3 separate regions of the Mus musculus genome follow, and all the other regions are linked to region 1. The links are chromatin contacts, called in public promoter capture Hi-C maps. All regions are on one chromosome and are shown on one strand. The core of a region is the stretch at or near the end of the contact, and the rest is flanking DNA. Distances in the headings are between cores, read along the strand shown.

What was found. Capture Hi-C pulls out chosen DNA fragments and counts their contacts.
Region 2: a contact with region 1 is called in a promoter capture Hi-C map of adipose tissue. The contact joins two enhancer-like sites. A contact is called at or near these places in 1 of 484 Hi-C or Micro-C datasets (bone marrow-derived macrophages) and 4 of 9 other capture datasets (adipose tissue, embryonic stem cells, liver and 1 more).
Region 3: a promoter capture Hi-C map of adipose tissue shows a contact between it and region 1. The contact joins two enhancer-like sites. A contact is called at or near these places in 1 of 484 Hi-C or Micro-C datasets (bone marrow-derived macrophages) and 1 of 9 other capture datasets (adipose tissue).

The regions. Positions count from the first base shown.
Region 1 is chr6:108,125,124-108,129,568 of GRCm38.p6, reverse strand. All of the region lies in intron 7 of Sumf1 (sulfatase modifying factor 1), which reads left to right. Among named protein-coding and RNA genes, the nearest start is that of Sumf1, 58 kb to the left of the region's middle. Within about 2 kb of position 3,133, at least 7 of the 459 cell types and tissues checked have an H3K27ac peak or open chromatin away from gene starts, as enhancers often do. A contact at or near this core is called in adipose tissue, where this site is marked.
Region 2 is chr6:108,423,724-108,428,345 of GRCm38.p6, reverse strand. The region is part of intron 40 of Itpr1 (inositol 1,4,5-trisphosphate receptor 1); the gene reads right to left. Among named protein-coding and RNA genes, the nearest start is that of Gm35165, 47 kb to the left of the region's middle. Within about 2 kb of position 1,360, at least 158 of the 459 cell types and tissues checked have an H3K27ac peak or open chromatin away from gene starts, as enhancers often do. A contact at or near this core is called in adipose tissue, where this site is marked.
Region 3 is chr6:108,453,769-108,458,308 of GRCm38.p6, reverse strand. The region is part of intron 44 of Itpr1 (inositol 1,4,5-trisphosphate receptor 1); the gene reads right to left. Gm35165 (a long non-coding RNA gene) reads left to right here. Exons shown (of 5, transcript XR_869349.3): 4 at 3,862-3,952. Among named protein-coding and RNA genes, the nearest start is that of Gm35165, 17 kb to the left of the region's middle. Within about 2 kb of position 1,563, at least 206 of the 459 cell types and tissues checked have an H3K27ac peak or open chromatin away from gene starts, as enhancers often do. A contact at or near this core is called in adipose tissue, where this site is marked.

The DNA.
Region 1 (4,445 bases), core at 1,884-4,383:
TACTCCCCTTGTTTGCCAAATCCCAAATCACTGGCGGACAGTTACTCCACAGATATTTAAGTGTAGAGTGGTTGCCATGGAGTCAGTACATGTCTATTGACATCCCCAGTCTCAGATGTGAACGCTCATGGTGAAGTGCTGAACAGAGCAAAGCCCTTGCTGACAGGGGGCCTGCGTTATGCTACCAGAAATACAGGTAGAATGAGGTGGCAAATGCTAGTATGTCTTTTTTTTTTTTCTGTTTCTTGTAGCTGCCTCTTCTTCCTTTTCCTCTTTTTTCTCTCCTCTCCCTTTCACTTCTCCCTTTCCTTTTCCTTGCTTTTTTCTTTCTTTTTTTTTTTTTTTTTTTTTTTTTTTTTTTTTGTTTGCTGATGGGGAGGGAGTCGTATTATATATCCCCATGTGGCCATAAACTTGCTGTGTTACAGGCTGGTCCGGCACTTGAAAGCTTCCTGCCCTGTCTCTGCTGTTATTACAGACGTGGGTCATCACACCTGGATCTGATGCCGCTTCTGACATCAATGTGTATACATGTAGACATGTTTTCTCCTGGCAGGAAGCACGTGCTATTTTACTACAGCAGTTCTCCAACACCAGTGATCTTAGCTCAGGAGTTCTGATGTCCTGGTGTTAGCCGAGAGCCCAAAAATTAAGATCTTAGTCTTATAAGACGAAGTCCCCATTCCAGACACTAGCCTGAAATAGGGCAGTCAGATGACTTCCCCGGCCCCTGTGTATTCATTCATTCCCATAACCACTTTCTCTAGTTTTTCATATATAAAATGTTTGAGGCTAGCCTGGAATATAGTGAGCCTTTCTCACTCACCCCCCCCCCCCAAAAAAAAACCCAGTGGGGATGTGGGACAGGTGAAGCTAATCAGTGTCCTTTAAAATCAGTGACCCAGTCACTCATGGTTCTTCATGAGTTGTAGGCCTTTTCCTGAAAAGACTCTGGAAAGGAAGGCGTATGTGCCTCAGCTGGAACAGCTGAGTCATTTGTGGCAAAAATACGATGCTATATGAGGTAGCCCACACAGACCACCTGACGGCCTGGGCTTGAACCCTGACCCCGACCTGCCTCTGACCTTGGTAGGCTTCTCACCTTGTCTCGTCCTTAATTCTTTATTTGAAAAAAAATGGGGCAAATGACTGAGGGTCTGCACATGCCTGTGCTGGCATGATTGTTAATAGTTAATAAAGCCTTTGTTTTTTAAACATTTATTTAAACGATACATTATAAGGTTACCTTATAATAATGATAATAATTGAACTTATTACAGTGACTGGCCGTTTTACAGATGTAAGACATAAGGCAGTACTTACATATAGTGTGTATGTGATAAGTATCAGCCTCTAGGTTTACTTGCATGCTCCTTATTCTGTGAGTAGAATTAGTGTGTTTAATACCATATTTTATGCATGATCCCAGAAGCAAAAATTGTAGGTTTTTAGACAATGGAGTGCCATCCATCCTGGTGTGAGCAACTTGGATGAAGTTTCAAGGATTCTCTTCCCTTTTGACCTAGCATGAGTAGAACAAACAGAACGAAGGAAATGGCTCTTCTCCTTCACCTCAAAAGCAGGGGGCACTGCTTGAATTCGCCACTGCAGGAGTCTGTGCTTCTCTAATGAGAACCTGGGAAGCTGTTCATTTGGTTTGTGTTTCTCACATAGGCTGTGCTCCTAATTTGAACTTCCCTCTACCTTTGACCTTCCTCTGCCATCACCTTCCCCTTCCTCTTTTAATGCAATAATTAAACTTCTTTCTCTCTTGTTCTCTCTCCTCCTTTCCTCCTTCCCCCTTCCCCCTTTCCCCCTTTCCTTCTTTCTTTCCTTCTTTTCTTTTCTTTTCTTTTCTTTTCTTTTCTTTTCTTTTCTTTCCTTTCCTTTCCTTTCCTTTCCTTTCCTTTCCTTTCCTTTCTTTCTTTCTTTCTTTCTTTCTTTCTTTCTTTCTTTCTTTCTTGCCTCTGCCTCCCAAGTGCTGAGATTAAAGGCATTTACCACCATGCCCAGCTAGGGTACACTTTTCATTGATTCTTTCCTAGGGAATAAATAACATTTCACCTAATTCAAAAAGCTTTATTCTCAGTAGTGCTTTTATGTACTTACTCTTAAAATTCCCTTTCACGTGAATACTGAGCATAAAAGAATTATTGGGACATCTTATTTTGTACCTTGGGAAGAGATTCTGTGACATCTCGAAGATGGTTGATTGCTTAGAGGCAAGGTCAGTTTGAGGGTCCATGGTGTTCTGATGGCGTGGACTCTATGACTGCACAGCCCTCTCTGCTCAATAGCTGTGAGCCTAGGACAAGGCAAACATGTCATTACTCTCAGGCTTCCAATTTCCTTATCCTTAAAATAATACTTCCTGTTTTCAGGTTCATCTTTGGGAATCAGATGGCATAAAAAGGCAGTAATTGTGATGTAGAACAATGTTTTACATTATGGGATGTTTGAAAGCAGAGTGCCTTTCTTTAAAGGGGGTTGGGGAGCGGCAGATTTGATGATCAGCACCCATCACTCCCGCTCTCAGGATGCTGCAATATCCTGGCTTACAGTAGTGGTACTTTGCCTAATAATAGAAGATGGCAGAAGTGGCTGAAGAAACTTGTAGGAACGGTGAGCAGAACCTGTCTTAGTCACACCCATGATGCCCCTATTGCTGTGTTAGTATGCAGGCATGGATGATGTTTTTGTTGCCCTGGGCTGCTGGAACCTTGCCTATGGAGTCCATGTCATCTGCCAGCTGGAAGGCTTGCCTAGAAGTCAAGTGTGCCAGGGAACCCAGCACACAGTTAACCAGGGCAAGGGCAACTTAACTCCCAATTCTTAGCACTCAACCGAGTTCACTTCTCAAGGTTGTAGAGAATAAAATCTCTCCCTTTAATCTGCATTCCTCTGCATTTAAAGTTCGAAGGAAGTCTTTGATGACCAATATTTGGGGTCCTAGAAGACATAGTCTTTCTTTTCATTTATTTTAGTTTAAACACTTGTGTTCTTTGACTTTAAAAGTGTTTTTGTTTATAGAAAATTCCAAACATATAAAAGTAGAAACAAATCCTCTGCTGAGCCTCTGTGCTCTGCAGTCAGCTTCACTATCAGGTCACAGTGGACCTGGCTGTCTCCGTGCTTGTTCCTTCTTGTCCCCAGTGATGTGTAGGAGGCCCAGAAGCCTGTTGTCCGTGTGTTTGAAGAGACCTCTTCAGTAATTGCTTCAGATTTTGCGTTTTCCTGAAAACGGCTTAGTCTTCTACTGCCTTACAGCTTACGCTGACTTTCATCATTATATGTTTTTTTTCCCCACTCAAAAACCCCAATTGTGGCTGGACATTCATACCTCCCAGCACTTGAAACACAGAGGTAGCCAGATCTCTATGAACGTGAGGCATCCTGGCCTAGATAGGGACTTCCAGGCCAGCCAGGTCTCCCCTGGTGCGACCCAGGCTCAAAACAAGCAAATAAACAAGCAAGTACTCCCCAGATTACCTTGGTATAATTGATATTTATATGCAACAAGCCACATATATTTGAAGTATTCATTTTAGTTCAGTTTGATAATTGTCCATGAAATAATCCCAATCAGAATAGTGACTATAGGAGTCATCTTGTGTCACCTTGTAACCTCTGTGTCTCATGCCTCAGAAATTTGTGATCCTCTTTCTAGAAAGCACAGATTCTGTGGAATTGATTTCAGTTTTAGATAAATGGAATTATATATTATGCATTCTATTTTGTCTCGCTTTTTTTTTCATAATGCCAGCCTTTTACCTATTCTACAGATGTTATTGGGCTCCCACCAGGTACCATTTTGAAAGCTATAAAGGCCTGTTAGGAGGCTATTATAGTTGGTTCTGCTGACAAATGATGGTAGTTTGAATCAGAGAGGTTGCCATGGAGATGATGAGCTGCCATTCATTAGAACTCTCCTTTGGAGGTAAAGCTAATTGGACTACTTGGATGTAAGGATGAAAGAGAGGGAGGAATTCAGATCATCTCCCAGGATTGGGAGATATTTTGAGATAGTCACAAAACTGCTGTTTAAATATTTTTAAAAGCAAAGAATAGCTTCCCTTGTCCAATAGAAAATTATGAATTTCAGTTTTTCTCTCTGGTGTTGGGATATGATTTGAATTAGGCTAGCAGAAAGACCTTAGGAAGAAGGGGAATATTTTTGGATTTTTTTCAATGTATATTGAAGTGACATTAATTCTGCTATCTTTGACCCACAGGTTTCTGTTTTCATTTTAGTGATAAAAAGATCAATTCAACCAAGTCTGATGCCATTGTTGAGTCAGACTGTACTTTGTGATGGTACTTTAGCTATGGTAATTTTATTAGAGTATAAAACAGCCTGTCTTCAGTCTACAAGTATTATTAACATACCATGAATTTTATTAGGACTTGGACAACTCTACTTGGGAATTGAGCATTAGACAAACTAG
Region 2 (4,622 bases), core at 111-2,610, 300 kb before region 1:
TTCTAGGTCTTATTTCTCCCTCATCATACATGCTGCTGACATCTCTAATCACAGCTGGTCGGTGGATGATGAACACGTCTAGTTATGAATCTGAAAACTGAGTACTGCCCCAGACTGCTTCATCATATTGCCCCTTTGATTAAAAGTTTCCCCAGAACTCTCAAAGATGTTCAGCAAAACATAATTTCGTAGAAACAAAGATCCAAATGAGTAACAAACATTTAAGAATAACTTAAACAGTAACTCAAGTTTCTGAGCCCTCAATGTCCTTGTTGGATGAGGCCAATAATCAAGGTATTATAACTGTGATGTCAACCAAGTAACGTGATATGTGCATAGAAGATGCCTGTGGGCTTGCTTCATATAAACAAGGCACCCTATTTCTTATGGAGGGATGCACATCTGTTATCACTCTTTGAACTTCTTAAAGAAAAGATACCTATATATGTCCTAGGTTACTCCTGGTGCTTTCGAGTCAGCAACCCTCCCGACCCCGTCTCTCTCTCTCTATCCAGCCCTTTTATATGAGTCTATTATAGGACCAGCACACAGTATGGCTGTGAATAGGCTTTGCTTTCTTCTGCCCTTAACCGGAATCCCTCTCTGGCCTCTGAGCATCCACCATTTTCTCTTCAATATAATGTCCACTTATGGACCATCTTGGCAGTAGTTGGACACAAGTCAAGACATGTATGATAGGCTCATATATCAGTACATCAAAAATAATTTATCATTTCTGGTTCCCTAAATCAGCACTCCGTTGCTTCTCAATCTACTTATAACCCTGGGAAAAGGAAACAAAACAAGAGTGAATGGGCTAGCAAGTCAGGGTCCATCTTTTATCAGACTTTGAAACCTCTTCATTGAGAGAAAAGAAATCTTTAAAAAAAAAAACCCAAACCAAAGATGGAAGGTTTTTTTTTTTTCTGAATTTAAATGGACAATTTTAAATATTCACATCTACAAATACAATTCTCATTTTAACTGCATTTGCTTTTAGAAATAAGGATAAGTTAAAAATTAAATGGCTCCACCCATGAACTTTGATGCATATCTTACAGAGAGGATTCATCAGAACTCAGTAGTGTGGTCCGTTAGTTAAAAAATGCAAACTGGCATGACGCAACTACACAACTTCAGTCATTCTGGAATAATCTCAGAAACAATAACAAAGAGAGTCCAAAGATTTGAAAAGGCCCTCAGCAGACTCCGCAGTGGCTTCTGTGTGCTGACAGCAGAGCTTGCTCTGTGGTTGCCAGTGTCTAACAGTAAACAGTCCTGCTGCACTTATTGGCAATTACTGCTGAAGGTCGCACATCAGCAGTGAGCTTAAATTCCAGGAAAAAAAGAAAGGGCTTATGTAACGGCTGCCTGAGGGTTGGCAGGTTCCCAACTCAGCAGTTTGCAGCAATGTAAGAAAGTAGGACGCCTCCACCGGGTCGGACGTCATGAGCGCGCCCCCTGAAGGTGAAAACTAGCAATTCCTAAGCGGCTGTCTGCACCCCTACCCCCACTCCCACCCTTCACATCCTGAATATTACAGACATTTTTGTCTGTGGCATCACTAGCTTGTAGGGGAGAGAAGTTTAGGTCACAATAAATAAAATCAGGCTACAGCTACTCTGGGTGACAAGGATATCTGTTGTGTTGTTTTGTTTTTTTTTTTCAATACAGGAAAGCAAAGTTGCAGTTGCCTGCTGTCACCAGGGTGACAGTAATTCAGTGAGGATGTCATATTAAGTGAAGAGGAATGGGCATGTCTGTTGAACTACAGCACACACTTTTAAAACACACAACTTAGTATCAAGGACAAAAATGAGGAAACCTAGATGGCCCACCCCATCATCCACTACTGCTGCCTAAACCCCAAGTATGTTCTTAAAAGGCATGGCACTTCCTAGTTTAGAAAAGTAGGTCCTGCCTTGAGGTTCCCCACTGCATTCTTGCCTGACCTCTGAAGTGACTACTTGCCCTTCTGACATATCGAGAAAGCCCCAGATAACATTTCCCCACAATTCCATGTATTTCTATCATGCTGCATGACAGGCTGGGGTAACTTTTCCATTAATTTGTATGGTCTCTAGCAGAGTCTCCAGCACGGCAGATACTATGTTTTTGGAGGCACATTGTATCAAACCCTTAACATAGTACCTGGAACCTAACAGATGCTTCCAGTGATAGAAATCAGGATCTTTAACATCAGCTGATGTCCATTTATGGCCAGTGAGGGAGCTTTCTGTATCTTGATCTTTATCTGCGGCTCCCTCTGTATAGTTACCCCTGGCAACTGTCAGAACCATAGGATACCAATACTCTGTGGCCCTGGCCCTTCTGATAACTGACTGGCCTTTGTCATCAGTCCAAGATTTTGGGGGGATGTATAGTCCCAAGCACACAAATGTAGCAATCCATGAAGCTTCACACACACAGTGCAGGTAGTTTTTCTATCCCCACCCCACCCTCACCCCCGCATCCACCCCTAGTTTGTTTCTCCTATCTCCAGTGAACAAGATCAAGTCGGGGTAAAGATAGAGACTGCCTCTCTTGCCAAGAAGCAAACACAAACACCGACACCCTCCTGTTCCTGGTGTCAATTAAAATTTTATTCTAGAGGGCAGCTGGGAAGAGCCTGTACATGCATGCTCTTTATGAGAAGTTTGTGCCTCTACCCTTACTTTAGCGTCTTGCCCAAAGTCCTGATGTTCATGCAGGAGGTCTTTCCCTCTCTCCCAAGTTGTTTGCAGCCATCTATTCCCCGAGATACTCAACTGTCCTTATCGTCATCAAAAGGCAGTGGCTCTTCCGCAATGAGAAATTGGAGGGACCATGCATGCTTACTATTTGCCCCACTGCCACCACCATGATCACTCGGGACAGAAGCCTTCAGTGTTAGGTGTGAGGCTCGTCCCTACCCAGATCCTTTGCTGTCAGGAGCTCTCATTAAACTTCTGTAGAAGCACAGCTGTGGACTACAGCTTCCCCAAGAACACACTGGTAGAAGGTTGCGGGGGGGGGGCGGGGGGGGATTGTACCACAGGGAGCTGTGATAGTTTCCAGAATGGGCTGATAATAAAGGCCAATCAGTCACCTCTGAGAAGAGGGCCAGAGCCAATAGCCTGAGGGACCAGGGACAGGGTGTTGGTGTCCCTGGGTTCTGACGGTTGCCAGGGGTAACTACGCAGAGGGGAGCCACAGTTGCTTCCTCAGGGAATTTTCAAAGAATCTAAGCGCCTGCCAGAACATTCTTCTTTTATAAACAGACAGTATTCTATTTCCTAGAGTATAATTATAAACACACCTGCTCCAACTGTGGAATCTTTCCATAAGCAAGCAATAAACTCCCAGCCAGGAGAACCAAGTAGTATCCTGAGCAAGCAAACACATCAACTGATTTACTATGGTGCAAACAGTGTATTAATAATGCTACACAGACCACAGTGGAGGGGGGGGGGTTCCTTTCCCTGACTTAATCTGTACTTAAGCAAATAGAAATTCAACCTCAATAGCCCAGGGGGAGAAGTTTATAGGGAGGCATTTATAACTCAAGGAAGAAACAAGAGTATTGAAGGGTGTCAGCATACTAAGTTCAGTCCAGGACATTCTAGCATAGAAATAATTCAAAAATGGGAAAGCTACATATGAAATAAGGGAAAATGACTGTGCTAAAAGTAATTAATGAAGCTGCAGGGGTCCTCCCCTTCTTCACCCTTCTACCATCCTAGGAAACACATCTAATTAAAGTATAGACCTGCTGTGTCTGATTAAAATAAGGGCAAATGTTTTTATATAGAATTCACCTTATAGACCTGTATGAAACTAAACTAGCCACATGTAAGACCTAACTCTATAGTTGTGTGGGCAAAGAGCGGCCATTTACCTCTCTGAATGCCGTTCCTGAGACAGCTAGTCCACATTCATAACCGTGTGTGTTGCTTCAGGTTGCAAATCTGTGGTGCAGCTGAACTTTTCTTAGGTATAATTAAGCCATTTATTAAGGTTTTTCAACTATGAGTGTATTAAACTAAAGTGAAAAGATACTGGATAGCATGCCCATCCTGGGAGTTTCATTCCAAAAAAAAAAAAAAAATCAGATAAAATCCTATCCCAGTGCACTCTACTCATCAGCCAATAAAACCATTAATGTGTACATGTGTGAATATCCTCTTCCCCCCCCCAAAAAAAAATCAATTTTTTTGCTGGTACTCCTTACCAAGTATCTACCACAGCCTAAAATCATGAGGGCTGTAGTAAAATGCACAGAACAAACAAGAGGCAGAAAACAAATCTCCAGTGTGAGATCTACTCATGGATCAGTCAGTTTCCAGGACGTTACTGTAACTACAATGTGACAGGTCAGTATAGGAACCACAGGGTGATATCTTCATTTTTGCATCTACAGGCAGTTCTTCCAGAAGGGAACCAACCCATGGCTGTCGGGGTTTCCTAATATCAGGGGTGGAAGGTCTCATCTAGCACTTTGCGATTGACATTGCCTTGTGAAAATACCTGTGACCCCAAACACGGAAGGATCGACAACACAGAGAACGGACAAGAGAGTAGTGGGCTTGATGGGTTGTTGCTACGTTTTAACAACTTCTCAACAATGTCAATCTATTCTTTCT
Region 3 (4,540 bases), core at 314-2,813, 330 kb before region 1:
GACAGTCTGTGGGGTCATGTTGCAAGAACATTAATAAAGCCACATTTCTCAAACACCAGCTGCTGAGGGTGACTCCACCACACCTTCCTTCAATTACAGTCCCTCCCCCCCCCCCCACACACACATTTTAAAGTCTTGGATTTTTGGAACAGTTGCGGAAGAATACACATGGCTTACAGAACCACAGGCTTGAGTGTCTGAACCACGCTGATGAAGCAAGCTCAAAATGCAAGCGTAGGGTACTGGTAAAACGCGGAGGGCTACTTTTCCAAGGGATCTTAGTGGACCTTGAGAAATCTAAGTGTGGGCAGGCTCTGAAGTGGCAAGTGGCGCTAAGATATAGAGCGGCGGTCAGCTGTGAACACCAAGAACGTTCTCAGAACTGAGGGCTCCAGATTTGTGTCTGAGGTGACTGAATTGCTTCATATTCAGGATCAAGCTGCTGCCTAGCCCAGTAAAAACCACTGTAGGTAGGGCTTGCCCAGCACAAGCGCAGCAGTAGAGCACTTGCCCTGGGTTCTACATCCAACACCAGGGAGAAAGAGAAAAAAGTCTCAACCACGAAGTTCACTCTCTTGGAAGGTTTCCAAAGGGAAAGTCCCTCAAGTTACTCAGAGGGAAAAAAAAATTACCTACTCAGTCTGGAATCTGGGATGTTTTATGCAGATGTCTGCCGCTCTAGTTAATGAAGGGAAGTCAGCCGGCCTTTGATTATTCAAACAGCTACCTCCAGTAAGGATTGCACAACTCGTAAGCAATGAAGGGGTGGGCTTGACTTTTTAAATTTTTTTTTAACTTTAAAAATCTTAAGCCTGTTTTGCTGGAACTGTCCCCCCCCCCACCCCCACCCCCAACCCACCCCCACCCCCCCCCGCTGGAGTTTTTCATCTCAACTTATTCTTTTGTACTTGTTAAAAGCTTCCGCTCTGCTGAGAGTGTGGACACAAAGTCAGCACAGAAACCTGGGTGGCTTCCCTCAGAAGCCGAGGTGCAGGGAGCAGGGAGCTCTCCCTGGCAGCCACAGGGCTCTCAGCCCTTCCTTCCTTCCTTGCTATGTATCAGAGTCAGGGAGGGAGGGTGTGTGTGTGTGTGTACACGAGCTCTCACACACATGCACTGTTCTCGAGACAGATGGAGGATCAAACCCAGTTTCACCCGTGCCAAGTACACACTGTCCCACTTAGCTAATTCCCTAGCACATGACTTTTTCTATTTTTTTTAAAATGTGTGTTAATCCAACCTGTAACTTTCAGGTAACAGGGGTCATCATTGTGGGACAAACTTCCCTTGTTTTCCTTTTATAAAGTGTGACTCTATTTCATAATAATATGGCTAGAGGGGACAGATGTCATTCAGTTTAGGGCAAGAGCAGAGACCAGGATGTAGGGAAACACAAACAACCGCTCTCCTCCGGGGCAAACTGCTGTGCTAGGAGCAACGGAATCCACCTGGTTCCGGAGCAATCTAGCAGGAGACAGAAAGCTTCCATCCCGCCACAGGGAGGCTAAGCCCGGGCAATGGAGGGAGTGGTTACGAAAAATCACGGGAAAATAGACAGGGGAGGGTGGGAAAGGAGCACCTTAGGAAAAACTCTTCTGAGGCCCTGGGGCTACACAATGGGGGTGTTTGTGGAAGGGAGGGAAAATATTCCTGTTTCCTGAGGCAGCTCCAAGAAATCACGAGTGGGCGTGAGAAACAAGGAAGCGCATGGATTAAAAAGAAAGAAAAGAAAAGAAGGGGGTGGGGAGTCAGGGAAGGAGAGAGCAGGATCCTTGAGAAACAGGGGAATTAAAAAACACCATGGCAACAATGCGGCCCACCTACTACCCCTGGCCGCCCACCCACAGCCTGATTCTTTACTGACGCATTTTGAGAACAAGCTGGTTCCTACCAGCTCAGGAAGGTGAGCAAACCCAGAGCTCATTAAATCCCAGCTCTGCGACTCTTGCCTGCCTGCAGATAGTGAGCAAGGAGGACATAAATAGAAGTTATGTAACAGCGCTTTGTTGATTCCTGTGCTCACCAAAAACATGCGGCATGACCTGGTTTTTCTTTAAAGTTCGCCTTGGCCTGCAGGTTGCCGACTCTAAGGCAGTGAGGAACCATCTTAATGTTTAAACAGCAGGATACAGACTTCCGAGTTAAAAGGAACTCAGGCCAAAGCTAGGAATCCTTGGGGCAAGTTATCTCTGGATATTTAAAAAAAACAAACAAACAAACAAACAAAAAAAAAACCAAGAATAACAACAACAACAAAAAACCAACAAACAACACAATAGTAACAAAAACGGGTGAAAAATCTTGAGATTTCCTCTTAGGACCTTTCCTGATGAAAACTGAAAAACTTGAGGGTAAACGCCCACAGCAGAGCCTCAGGAGAGTGGCTCCTGTGGGTTTTACAGGGAGATGACAGAATGAACAAAGAAATAGAATAGAAAAGAAAGCAAGCATGAGTGCCCCTCGGTATGGTGGAGGAGGAGGTTTATTGTAGATAAAAAGGAGAGAGAGCCCAGAGTTAGAGTATGCAGGCACATCTGGGAGAGTCCAGAGTAGATGTGACTAGACGGAGAGGCACTATTTGAGGAAGGGGGGAGGGGGAAGAGAGGAGATCCATGTGCATCATCCACAAGACCCAAACAGACACCAAGAGCAGGCAACCAAAAAGGCCCAGCCCCTGGACTGGAGAAATTTAAGCTAGGGGGTGGGGTGTGCCAGCCAAGAGGGCCCTGTAACAGGTAAGGATTGAGGGACAGGACAGGCCCGCTTTGACATGTTACATAGCCACCCCAACCATTCGTCCCAGGTTTGAAACCCAACATCTAGTAGCAGAGATCAAGATTTCCAGCTAAGGGCTGGGTTCTAACTACCTTTCAGACACAGGCAGCTGTCTCTCTTTTCCTTAACAGGCAGGACAGTAAGAATCCAGGAGGCTACAAAGGCCTCCCACAAACAAGATGACACCAACAAGCTTTGCTCTGCCAAACCAACAGGCCCTAAAGCCTGGCCTGTTTTGGCCAGGCCCTCCAGTGGCTGAGTCCTGCCTGGGCTCAGTCATAGTCTCTCCTAGGCTTCCTTCTAAGGAGCTGTGCTTACAGGATGCGCCCCTGAGCCAGAAGACTTCTTACTTAACCTGTTGATGCTGTCAGACTGTTTCAAACACTGTTACCATGGAAACTTCCCTAGTGGATTGTTCTTCAAGACAACAGTACAGGTGCTGGTCCCAGGAAGCTTTTCTTGAATCTTAGGATGTACGGTGTAGACTACGGAGACTTTTAAACCCATAATGTAAGGGTTTCAACTCAAATGTTTTCAAAGATCAGACCGGTAGGCATCAGTCAAATGAAGGGTAGGATGTGATGTCCCTAGAGCACAAAGATGGGCCACTTTAGTGCTCCAAGTCTAGGTAAGTTCAGCATTTTGGGCAAGCAAAATCACTCCGGTGGGCTATAATCAGCTCAGCGGCTCTCATTGTACTGTGGGATTTCCTTCCTTATCAGAAGTCAGAGGTAGTCAAAACCTGAGCACTTAGATCAGGCAGGAGGCTGGGGATCAAATGAAAGCAATTAAAGATATCTTTGTCACAATATTAAAAAGGTTCAGATGACTCATATAACGACTAGGACACGAGATGGTGGTTGTTTGTTTTTCGTTTAAAAAGATCAAAGATCAGCAACAAGGATTCATGGTGATTAATCACAAACCCCTCACCTAACCCTAACCGGGGAGGAAAGCAGCACAAGATTCAAGGCAGTGGTAGAAAACGCCTCTGGACAGCCTCTGGTTTGGCTGTGACACTGACTGCAGGGAGTCTTTCTATAAGCCCATTAGCTCCATGCCTTCCCCTGTTCTCCATCCCTGCAGGGAAGCAGCTATTCTCCTGTCTACAGTACAGAGAGTGGGGAACTGGCAGAAACCAACACATCTTCATGTGCCGACGCAGCAACGTTGCCAGGTAACAAATGTAGAAATGTACTCAGAAAACTGTATGTGACAATATGCAACCTCCGCTCTGCAGCTGATAACCAAGAGAGTGTTAAAACACTATGTTCTCTTAACACTTCGGCTTTAGTGTGAAAATAAAATTAAATGGGATACTTCCTCTTGTAAATACAAGGCAGGCATACATCTCACACACACATGCCAAACTGGGAACAGTAGAAGGGGGTTTGTGACACCCCTCACTGGTCTATCCCAGCAATCCCGCTCCACGAGGAGTCCAGAAAACCCCGAGAAATGTAGCGACTGAACACGAGCCTTTTTACGGTGGATATATTCGCCTCTGGCCAGACAGAGCTACGCATGATGAGAAAACAAATGCAAACTGAAGAAAAGCTTATACAACAATATGAAACTGAATGTGCTTCCCTGTGCGGGTTCATGAGTCAACCTTTAAAACTGATTGCCTATGCCAAAGCAGCAAGTGCTTGCTGCTCAGATCAATCAAGAACTATGGCCTTCTCTCACCTCCAAAGATAAAGCAGACACTACTAACAAGGCCATGGTCAGGGTGAACAGTTGACTGACGAACTTCCTGCCTGTG